Linked DNA regions of Mus musculus: all the other regions are linked to region 1. Evidence: chromatin contacts called from public Hi-C and HiChIP or PLAC-seq data. All regions are on one chromosome and are shown on one strand. The core of a region is the stretch at or near the end of the contact, and the rest is flanking DNA. Distances in the headings are between cores, read along the strand shown. Region 1 overlaps 5031425E22Rik (RIKEN cDNA 5031425E22 gene). Region 2 overlaps Srpk2 (serine/arginine-rich protein specific kinase 2). Region 3 overlaps Srpk2 (serine/arginine-rich protein specific kinase 2).

Region 1 (3,277 bases), core at 358-2,857:
ATCACAGCGGTGCAGTAGGAAAGTCTCTGGCATGATTAATAAACCACAGCTAGAATAATAACCAGCTAAGAGCTTTTACTTGGTGTTTCTTGTGTGCCAAGCATCATGTTGCTTTATGCATATTATTAGGATCTGTAAAGATTCCCCCTCACTCCTGACAGTTCCTCCATGTGGAAGAACTTCTGCTCCAGCATTTCTGACTTATTCCACTCCGAATTAGTGCTTCCCCAGGAAGAAGAATCAGGCTGGGAGAGGAGTGATTTCTTAATGGTGATTTGAGGAGAGGACTGGGAGCCTGTATCTCAGACTCCCTTCATCACATAGCAGCCAAACTCTTCTCCCTCCCGTGGTTACAGAGTGAATTCCTGGGGTTGGGGGGTGGGGAGAGGAGAAGAAAGAGAGGAAGGGAGGAAGGGAGAAAGCTGAAGCACACAAAATCCCAAGACTGGGAAACAAAATGAGTGACAAAGAAATTATACAAGCGGCTTCTAGTCCCAAGTGTTCCTTCTGCTCTGAGGGGAGGAAGTGGGGCTCATCAAGGTGGTAGAGGAAGATTTGGTATCCATGAGATGGTCCAGTGAAATCTGAGGAAGACAAGTGCATACACACAATTTAACAAGGAGGAAACGGACAGAGTGTCTCATAATAAACTTAAATTAGAAGAAGAGAAACCTGAGAAACAGGACAAGCTTGTGGATGAAGATACAGGAGACTCACAAGCTGGTACTTAACCAGTGAAGGAGATGCTGCCGAAGACCTGCTGAGACCCAACTAATAACATGACCAAATGAAATCATTCTTTGATAGTATTGCTTATGGTGATACTGGAGAAAGGAGCCCGAGTTAGGCTGAAGAAAGGTTAGATGCTGAAATGTTCGGAACCCCAATTTGTCCAGATGGTGGCCATGGAGCTACCAAGGCAGAGAAGTGTTGGCTTTCATATGGCAGGGTACGTGGTAGTGGCCGAGGAGGGACCATCACTGCCCCTCAAGTGGATTCAGAGGCATCATGGAGCAGAGAGTGCAGATTTTGACTATAGGAAAGATAATAAAGTCACCTCCTAGTCTACAGACAAGTTCCAGTCTCTGTACCCTTCTCATTCTGTTTGGAGATGCTATAATATGAGGTAGCTTATTTCAGCAGTTAGGGTGCTGGGTGGTAGACAGCTTTGTCAGTCAGCTATACACACACCGGTAAATAAACATTTTATATAGTTGTAAAATTTCATTCTATTCTGTTGCCAAAGAAACATTAAGAACTTTGTATAGCTTTTTAAAAAGCAACTACGTTTCTTTTAAAGAGAATAACTTTTAAAGTTTAAAAGAAAGGTGTGTGTGTGTCCTGCCTGTCTGATCTTGGCAGTTCTTTCCTGTTCAAGTATACTAACTTCGAGTCAATGATGACTAGGCTTTGACAGCGTCCTCTTGGCTTCCTCTGCGTCATCGTCATCGAAGCCATTTGAATGCTGACTTTTCCCCCTGGGCTTGCTAAGCCCAGTCCCTAGGGGACACAGCCATTTGAAACTCCCTGCGGTTTGAATGGGCTGGCCCAGCTGGCAGAGATCTGCAGCTGTGTTGCCTTTGGTTGCGTGGCAACGCAGCACCCCACCCATCTTCTGTTCTCAGAGCTGAAGATCAACACTGCTGAAGCTCTGTCTGCTCTTGCTGTCTCACAAGGACCGGAAGAGGATGAAACACCAGTCAGTACCGGGGGAATTGCAACGGAAAAATATTTTTCCATTTCGGTCAAGTCGCCATCGGGAAATCATTCAGACTCAATATTGAGACTGATACAGGGCGGTGAGTGGCATTTCTTGAGCAGGCTTTTCTGTTTGCAGAGAAATGCCCGCCCTTTGCGAACAATCAGCACCATTCAGCCTGGCAGGGTTGACGGAGCTTGGGGCAGGCCGCTGATAGATTTCATCTGCTTCTGAAACTCCGTGGTTTCGTACAGGAACACTGAAAAAGAGACTAGAAACAGGAAGTGGAAAAAAAAAACATTTCTACCTAATGGAAACTACCTTTTGTTCATCTGCACCTGCATTCCTGTTAAACATTTAAATTAGCGCAGGTATCTACTTTTCTAGGGACTATCCCCAGATGGTATGTACCCTAGAGGGGCTTTGCCTCTGATCTGGAATCTTCCTGTCACCATAACAAATCTCTCATTCTCTTTTCGCATTCCTCAGAAAAGAAACAGCTTGCCCATTGCCAGGAGGAATTAAGATCAGAGTCAGGGCAAAGTTCTAAACCAGTCTCCCCCTCCCCCACCCCTCCCCCTCCCCCACCCCCACCCCTCTCCCCTCCCCTCTCCCCTCCCCTCTCCCTCCCTCCCTCGCTTTATTTATTTATTTATTTATTTATTTATTTATTTATCTATCTATCTATTTATTTATTTATTTATTTATTTATTTATTTATTTATTTATTTTTGTGGCAGGGGTCTCTGTAACATAGCCTGGAACTCAGCCACACAACTGAGGATGGCCCTGAACTTGTGTGAGCCTCCTGACTTTCCTTCCTAAGTGCTGGGATTACAGGGATGCCCTTGTGCCACCATGCCCACCCAGCTCAGAAGCTCTCTTAGTGTAATTGTTGAGTAGCTCCCGAATAGTAAGGAACTGAGATGTAGTTGCCTTTGGTCAAGGAGGGGTCAGAGACAAGAGGAGTAAGATGATGACGGTTGGAAGATGTATGTCCGAGTGCACCACAGGGAAGCCAGGCTCAGAACTCCTTTTCACTCTGGTCCTTGCCTGCATCGACCCTGCTAGACGCTAGCAGATACTTTCTCACTAAGGTGGGGGAGGGTGGCTGAGACCCTTGATGGCACTGTGCCCAGAACAGAAAATGTGGTTGTTGGCAACTATATCAAAGGGCAAGGCTCTGCTCATTTAGAAACCTTTCCACCTCTGCTTACCAGACCCCATAACCTAGCATGCCCAAGGCCCACAGAAACTTTGGAACAATAGGCTTTGCCCCTCCTGTCAGTTATTTATTCATTTATTTAATTTTTCATTTTGAAGACAGGATATGGCTGCTCTTTTAACGTGTGTGAGTTCAAATCCCAGCACCTACATGATGGCTAACAGGTATCTCGAACTCCAGTTTGAGGGGATTTGATACCCTCTTCTGGCCTCCTCTGCTAATGGACAAATGTGGCTTAGACATAAGAGCCTGCAAAAACACTCATCCACATAAAATAAAAATAAATAAGTCTTTGAAAAAAATGTTTTTATTTACTTATGTGTATGAGTGTTTTGCTTACTTGCATGACTGAGC
Region 2 (3,277 bases), core at 418-2,917, 220 kb before region 1:
TAGCCCTGGCTGTTCTGGAACTCACTCTGTAGATCAGGCTGGCCTCGAATTCAGAAATCCACTTGCCTCTGCCTCCAAAATGCTGGGATTAAAGGCGCGCGCCACCACTGCCTGACCAGTTATTTTATTTCTATTTGATCTCTTAAAAAATGACTTGGTTTAAAAAGAGAAAAATAATTGAGTTATGGTTTTATGAATAGTACTCTAAGACCTTTAAGATTGTCTTAGGTTGCGGCATGGTTCCAGATGCCTGTCAGTAGGTTCGGCAGAGCAGCCTGGTTTCTTTTTCCACAGAGGGATAAGCTATGTGGCACCAGAAGGCATCATTCCTGTACCCTGTCCCTGTAGTGTAGAGGGTTTCCTGAGAGTGCTCTTGGCAGGGCAGGACTTCTGAATGCAGTGTCGTAAGCCTGGGTGGAGCCTCTGCTGGGGTGGGTTTAGTAACCCTTGCATCTTACACATTTAACCCACTATGTGGAAAGAGCCATCCTGAGAAAGCTAGTAATATTGACTGGAGCCTTTTTGTTCATACACTTTTCTAAAATAGAAAAGCATTATAAAACATTAACTTATTTTAATTTTGTAGACTTTTGAGGACTTGTTCCTTGAACATAGAATTAGTCCAAAGTAAAATTATAATGGAGTCTACTAAGAGATCCCAATAGCTGGGGTCTGTTAATATTACTGTCAGTAGCTCTTGAAAATAGTTTGGAAGTTAGGCTTTTAGCTTAGATGAAATAGTGGAGACTCAGAACGTACCTCAGTAGGAGAGATGCGCAGTCCATGTGCTCCGTTTAGGAAGGCTACTCACAGGTCGGAATTAGTGCAGCTCAGCTCAGCTCAGCTACAGTTTGGTTTTAGATGTTGTGTCTTGAAGAGAGAAAAAAAAATTTCAGCTTACCTCTTTAAAGATTAACAACAGACAATGTTACTGAGTGAATGATAATTTAAAAACAGGTGACATGTCCTGTGGCCTGTTAGGATGGGATTTCTGCTGCTCCAGAGTCCTGGAGGGTCCAGGAATAAATCCCACTACAAATATGTCTTCTGTAGAATCGAGTACTTGCTGAATGAGTGAGCACATTGATTTGTTAGCATTGTAATGATGCTGTTAGACATGGTTTTTTGTTTGCTCCCATTTAGTGTAATAAAGTCAACAGAATAGTTACTGGCAAAGCTCACCTCCTCATCTCTCACCTCTTTTGCTTTGTTCCAGCTGTAGCACTTCCGGAGGTTGTGGGTTGGAACACATGGTGAAGAGGAGGAATAGTAATCACAGCTAGGAAAATGGTAGCAATTACTAAACAACCCAGACATCATGTCTCCTGATGGTGGCTCGGTTGTTGGTGCTGGGAACTGAACCAGGTACCCCAATAGCACGAGGGGCGGGGCCGGGGAGCAGGATGAGCTCTCGGTCACCGAATGCTTTATGAGGTTTAAGCTTGCTCTGGGCAGGATGTAAAAGGACAAGCTCTTTGTACTTGGTGTGACATTTTAAATGTCGTAATGAAGGTCTTTGGCATCCTAGTAGTCAGCAAATAAACACTGAATCTATAGTTGCTAGTTACCTTTATTGTGAATGGAGAAATAAGGAAGAGAGAAAATCATGACTGGTATCATGGCCATCATGTTGTGGCCTGTGTTGTACCAGTGCTGAGTAAGAAGCCTTGCTGAGAAGTGACAGGATGGCATGTTGTCTCTACTCTGTACAAGGGCATGCCATGTGGACAGTGTACGTTTGTGCACGTGTGTCCTTTACTTTTCTTTCTTATTTAGAGCACACAAAGAAACCTTGACAAATAGCGAGGAGGGGAATTTGATGGCAAGGCGCAGAGCAGGTTACCCCTTGTTTATTCTAGGCTGTGTCCCGAGGTCTGATCAGTACAGGGGCTGCTGTCCTCTTCCCTTCCTTCCCCGCCATGGCTCCTAGCCACGTGCATTGATGAGTGTACTTTCCTCTCTCGAGCCTCACCCTGACACTGCTTTCTTAGTTTCTCTACAGGATAGACTGGTTTTTTTGTTTTTTGTTTTTTCCCCTGAGTGATAGAATGAGTCAGAAGTGGCTGAGTGCTTATTTATATTTAGTATTTATTAGTATTTTAATGGAAATTAATGGGATTTCACAAACCATATGAAATACAATTTTGTGTGTATGTTTTTAAAGTTTAGTTTATAATTTTGTGTGATATATAATAATCTTTACCAAGCCTGGGGCTGCTTAGATTTTGTGCTACCTTTTTTTTTTTTTTTAAGAAGTTATATATTTCCTCCTCTTGTTTTTGTTTTGTTGTTTTGAGGCAGGGTTTCTCTGTGTAGCTCTGGCTGTCCTAGAACCTACTTTTGTAGACCAGGCTGACGTCAGACTCAGAGCTTGAGATACATTTTGGGTTTTAATATTGATGTAAGGATTTGATTTCATTTTTGCATATGTCTATTCAGTTGTTTCTGTTTTGAATCTGTATAAATAGAAACCCTCAAAAAAATTTTTCCATGCTTGGTTACAGGAAGCCAAATCAGATGGCTGGGAAATGTTTGATGTTCACGTGCTGGGGTCACATACATGGTACAGCATCCTTTGAGATTTTGATTACGCCTCTACTACTAGATTGTATGGCTTGCCCCTTTTGCTTGTATTTTGGCTGTGAGCTGTGTGTGAGAGGTTTAGGTGAATTAAGAAGCAGGAGTGAGAGAGCTTCCTCTCAGACATTTAGATAGAAAGCAGTGAGCTTCATTTGCTTGGACAGATAACGCTGGGAGCATTTTAAAAGTTATGTTTGAAAACAGAGAGACCTAAGGATGTGGAGCACTGCTTAAGCACTGGGCTTTTGGGCTGCAGTGTCTTGAAGATCTGAGAGGTAGAAAATGTCCTGCGCTGTGGTCTTCCCTGCAGGGATTCTTGAGCATAATGCAGTGGAGACACTCAGAAATAATGTGCAGTGGTAAGTGAAGTAATATGTGGGGGAATTAGAGAGAGCGGCGAGGAAAAGGAAGCTGTGCCCTGGTGGGAAGGCCTGTGCTTGGCGTGACAGGGGCCCTGGCTCAGTCCCCAGAACCAAGGTGAATTAAGAAAAGAGACATGATACTCCCCTTCCTCACAGTTCCATGTGTGTCCTCTTCCATGTTACACACGTGCTTCATGTATCTGGTCTCTGCAGTCCAAGGTTTGGGGGTCTCCGTCTATCCATTTCACCTGTTGATGGATGTTAAGGGCTATTTCTTGTTTGTGGCTGTGGGATTATGAATAGTGTTGATATGAGCAGTTGTATGAATGCATTTG
Region 3 (3,277 bases), core at 466-2,965, 140 kb before region 1:
TAATTCTAGCACTATGAGGCAGACAAAGAAAGTTCCCTGAGGCTTGCTGGGCAGTCATTCTAACCAAATTGGTGAATTCCAGGTTCAGTAAGAAAAACCAGTATTTTTTATTTAAAAAAAAAAAGTGGGGAGGAGGGTGGGAGCTATTGAGGAGTCCACCTGCTGTTGACATCTGTTCACTCACATGCACAGAAATGCATGTACATTGGACATGTTTACTCAAACACACACAGAGACCATGCTATATGAGTCAGGCACATAGCTTAATGGTTAGGACTGTCCGAGTTGGAGGAAGATGGGAAGCCACTCCTCATGCCTGTGGGATTTCTTTATGGAGTGATGCAAATGTTCTAAATTATATCATAGTTCTGTGATATCATATCAATAAACATGTTAATGTATTTGATATTTTAAAAGATGCATTCATTTTTATTTTCTATGTATAAATGTTTGCCTGTGTGGGGTATACGCACTGTGTGTGCCTTGCGCCTGCAGTGATGAGAAAGTGACATTGGATGCACTGGAACTGAGCTTAGAGACAGTTGTAAGATACACGTGAACCTAAGTTCTCTAAGAGCTCTGAAGCCCTGGGTTTACTTCATATAAAATTCTTATCAAAGGCATTACATCTATAAGCATAACTGAATTCTAAAGTAATGCACATTGGTTGCCTGTGAAGAGATTCCATTTCTTAAAGTCAGTGTTTATCTGTGCCTATAAAATTGTATTCCATTTTACATATGGAAAGATTGCATATTTTATGAGTAAATAAATTACAAAATAAAGTACTAATAGGTCCTTTCTTTGATTTTATTTTACTCTGATCAGGTCCTTCAAGGGTTAGATTATCTACACAGTAAGTGCAAGATAATTCACACCGACATAAAGCCGGAAAACATCTTGATGTGTGTGGATGACGCTTACGTGAGAAGAATGGCAGCCGAAGCCACGGAGTGGCAGAAAGCAGGTGCTCCTCCTCCCTCTGGGTCTGCAGGTGAGGGGTCCGAGCCCTCATTGCTTCAGTCTGCTTGGGGGCTGGGAGCTTTTAAAGCCGGGCAGGGACGGCGTGAGTCCGATGTGTGCGTACACATTAGGAACCTTTTCTCAAGAGTTTGGATGTGGAAATGACTTTTGCTTAAGATGGTGTTTGAGTTCATCCTTTTAGCTCTTTGTTGTTGCCCTGTATGAATTCTTAGCTGTTGCTTCATTACATAGGAGCATGTTCTTGTGTGGTCCAAGTCTCTGGAGAATATATGATAGCTTTCTTATAGCCTACCTTCAGTCTTCTGATTTTGTTTTTTTGTTTTTTTTTTTCTGATTTAGGTTTCATAACAATATTTTCTTTTCTTAAACTAAAGTAGATGCCTCCACCTCAGTTTAGCCGACACATTTGATATCAGCCGTGGACGCTCTAGGGTGGGGGGCGCGGAAGGGGAGCAGGGACTTAAGCTTTAGCTTAGTTTCTCTTGCGAGGGTGACAGGAGTCACTGGGGAGACTGGAATGTTGGTTGTGCTCCCCTCTGACTGACAGGGCTCCAGAGAGGTGCTGTCACCTCACCTGGAGTGTCATTGTGATGTTATCATATCAGCTCATGCAACCAAAGTCATGAAGCTTCTGATGCTTGCCCTGCTGAATTCTAGAGCCATTGCACAGTGTGCTGTGCTATGTGAGTTCATTTCCTGTGTGGTGCTTTCCCAGTAGTTTTCAAACACGACTGTGCAGCTTCTCATTTAACATGTTCATTGCCTCGTTTGCAGAACATGTTTGGGTCTGTGACTGATGGGTAAACTCTTGCATTTCCTTTTCTTTTTCCGTTGTGCTCAGTTTGCCAGTGCTCTGAGAGAGGCTGTTTGCAAGGAAAGTGGCGCGAGGGCTTAGCTTCCTGTGGCCTGGAATTGCACAGTCTGTTTGAATTGCACAAACTTTTCCTAGGTTCCTATCTTTAGCAATCTCTAAGGTTCAAGTTTTTCAAAGCTGGGTAGTTATTAAAACAGTATTATTTCATTTTGCAAATCAAATTACCCAAAGGTGCCTGTTTTCCTCTGAATACCCATTCTGTTTTATTTTGTTTTAGTGAGTACGGCTCCACAGCAAAAACCTGTAAGTATTCACATGTCTATTCAGCATGTCAGAAGGAACTGCTCACTCTTGAGCTTCACAAATTATGTAGAAAATATTATAACCTTCATTAATTTAGAAGTGGGCATGTTTGTAAATGCTCTGTGTCATCAGAAAACCCTCATGACTTCCTGCCGTGGATGGGAATAGTCATGCTGCTGCAAAGCCAGGCTCCTCCTGGGCTCTCGAGGCTGCTGTTGGCCAAGTCTGTGAATTGCAAGGTTTTAGTTCAAGTTTAAAATATAAGTGTTCCAGACTCTTTTTTAAATGACTTCTTCTTGGCCTTCAAGTATCCTGTTTTGCCAAAAAACCATTTTAATCTTTTATAGCCAGCTGTTTAAGTAAGAATGAGCACCATCAATTCTGTGATCCTGTCGAATCACTGAGCAGTTGGCTCGGAGGAGTAGTTCCAAGTGTGGTGAATTGTTACTTGTGTAGCTCTCCCCTGGACTTTGGGGTTGGGTTATGGCCTCTGAAGCTTGGCAGGCACTCGTTGCTAGGCTTTCTGAGACTTATGGCTGTAGCTTGAGGCTGACAAAACTGTGGCTTTTCCTTTTTTTGATTTTGATTTTTTTTTTTATATTATCTGCTTATTTCTGAAAGTTCATGGTATATTGGCTGTTGTTCACAGCTTGGTATCAGAGCCAAACTCAGATATAGTGCTGTTGGCACCCGTCTTGGCAGGTGTTTGTTTTTATTGTTAAGGAATAAAAATGACCCGATATAGTCAGCAGCAAGGATTGCTTGCAAGAGAAGATTCTCGCTCAAAGCCAGGTGTTTCACCATGCTCATCTCCTAGACTTTTCTCCTAGAAGTTAGGGAGGGTACTAACAGTCTGAGCCCAGCCCTCCCCTAAGGTGGCTCTTCTGGCTGGGTTAGTGAGCATAACTGTGTAGGTTGTAGGAAAGCACAGTTGGATTCACTATGTTACCAATACTTGAACTCCTGAATAGTGTTTTAAAGAGTGCTTTTCTGACCCATGGCATCACACTTCCACCTGACCCACACTTTCTTACCATGTTGTAGATAGGAAAAATATCTAAAAACAAAAAGAAAAAGCTGAAAAAGAAACAGAAGAGACAGGCTGAGTTGCTGGAGAAACGCCTACAGGAGATTGAGGAATTGGAGCGAGAAGCCGAAAGGAAAATCCTAGAGGAG

What was found. A called contact is a pair of places that touch in the nucleus more often than the background predicts. HiChIP or PLAC-seq counts read pairs in DNA pulled down with a chosen protein or histone mark.
Region 2: a contact with region 1 is called in a Hi-C map of Th1 cells, with 4 times the contacts expected there. The contact joins two enhancer-like sites. A contact is called at or near these places in 4 of 484 Hi-C or Micro-C datasets (CD4 T cells, Th1 cells, muscle stem cells and 1 more), 6 of 115 datasets of contacts at active chromatin or transcription factors (the 230-238 cell line, CD8 T cells, effector CD8 T cells and 3 more) and 3 of 9 other capture datasets (adipose tissue, liver and macrophages).
Region 3: a contact with region 1 is called in an H3K4me3 HiChIP or PLAC-seq map of bone marrow-derived macrophages, with 5 times the contacts expected there. The contact joins two enhancer-like sites. A contact is called at or near these places in 4 of 115 datasets of contacts at active chromatin or transcription factors (CD8 T cells, bone marrow-derived macrophages, double positive thymocytes and 1 more) and 1 of 9 other capture datasets (liver).

The regions. Positions count from the first base shown.
Region 1 is chr5:23,385,386-23,388,662 of GRCm38.p6, reverse strand. All of the region lies in intron 1 of 5031425E22Rik (RIKEN cDNA 5031425E22 gene), which reads left to right. Among named protein-coding and RNA genes, the nearest start is that of 5031425E22Rik, 46 kb to the left of the region's middle. Within about 2 kb of position 1,607, at least 405 of the 459 cell types and tissues checked have an H3K27ac peak or open chromatin away from gene starts, as enhancers often do. A contact at or near this core is called in CD8 T cells, Th1 cells, bone marrow-derived macrophages and 1 more, where this site is marked.
Region 2 is chr5:23,610,136-23,613,412 of GRCm38.p6, reverse strand. All of the region lies in intron 2 of Srpk2 (serine/arginine-rich protein specific kinase 2), which reads left to right. Among named protein-coding and RNA genes, the nearest start is that of Srpk2, 64 kb to the left of the region's middle. Within about 2 kb of position 1,667, at least 18 of the 459 cell types and tissues checked have an H3K27ac peak or open chromatin away from gene starts, as enhancers often do. A contact at or near this core is called in CD8 T cells, Th1 cells and regulatory T cells, where this site is marked.
Region 3 is chr5:23,525,614-23,528,890 of GRCm38.p6, reverse strand. Srpk2 (serine/arginine-rich protein specific kinase 2) reads left to right here. Exons shown (of 16, transcript NM_001359173.1): 8 at 829-994; 9 at 2,076-2,101; 10 at 3,146-3,277. Among named protein-coding and RNA genes, the nearest start is that of Kmt2e, 93 kb to the right of the region's middle. Within about 2 kb of position 1,715, at least 16 of the 459 cell types and tissues checked have an H3K27ac peak or open chromatin away from gene starts, as enhancers often do. A contact at or near this core is called in bone marrow-derived macrophages, where this site is marked.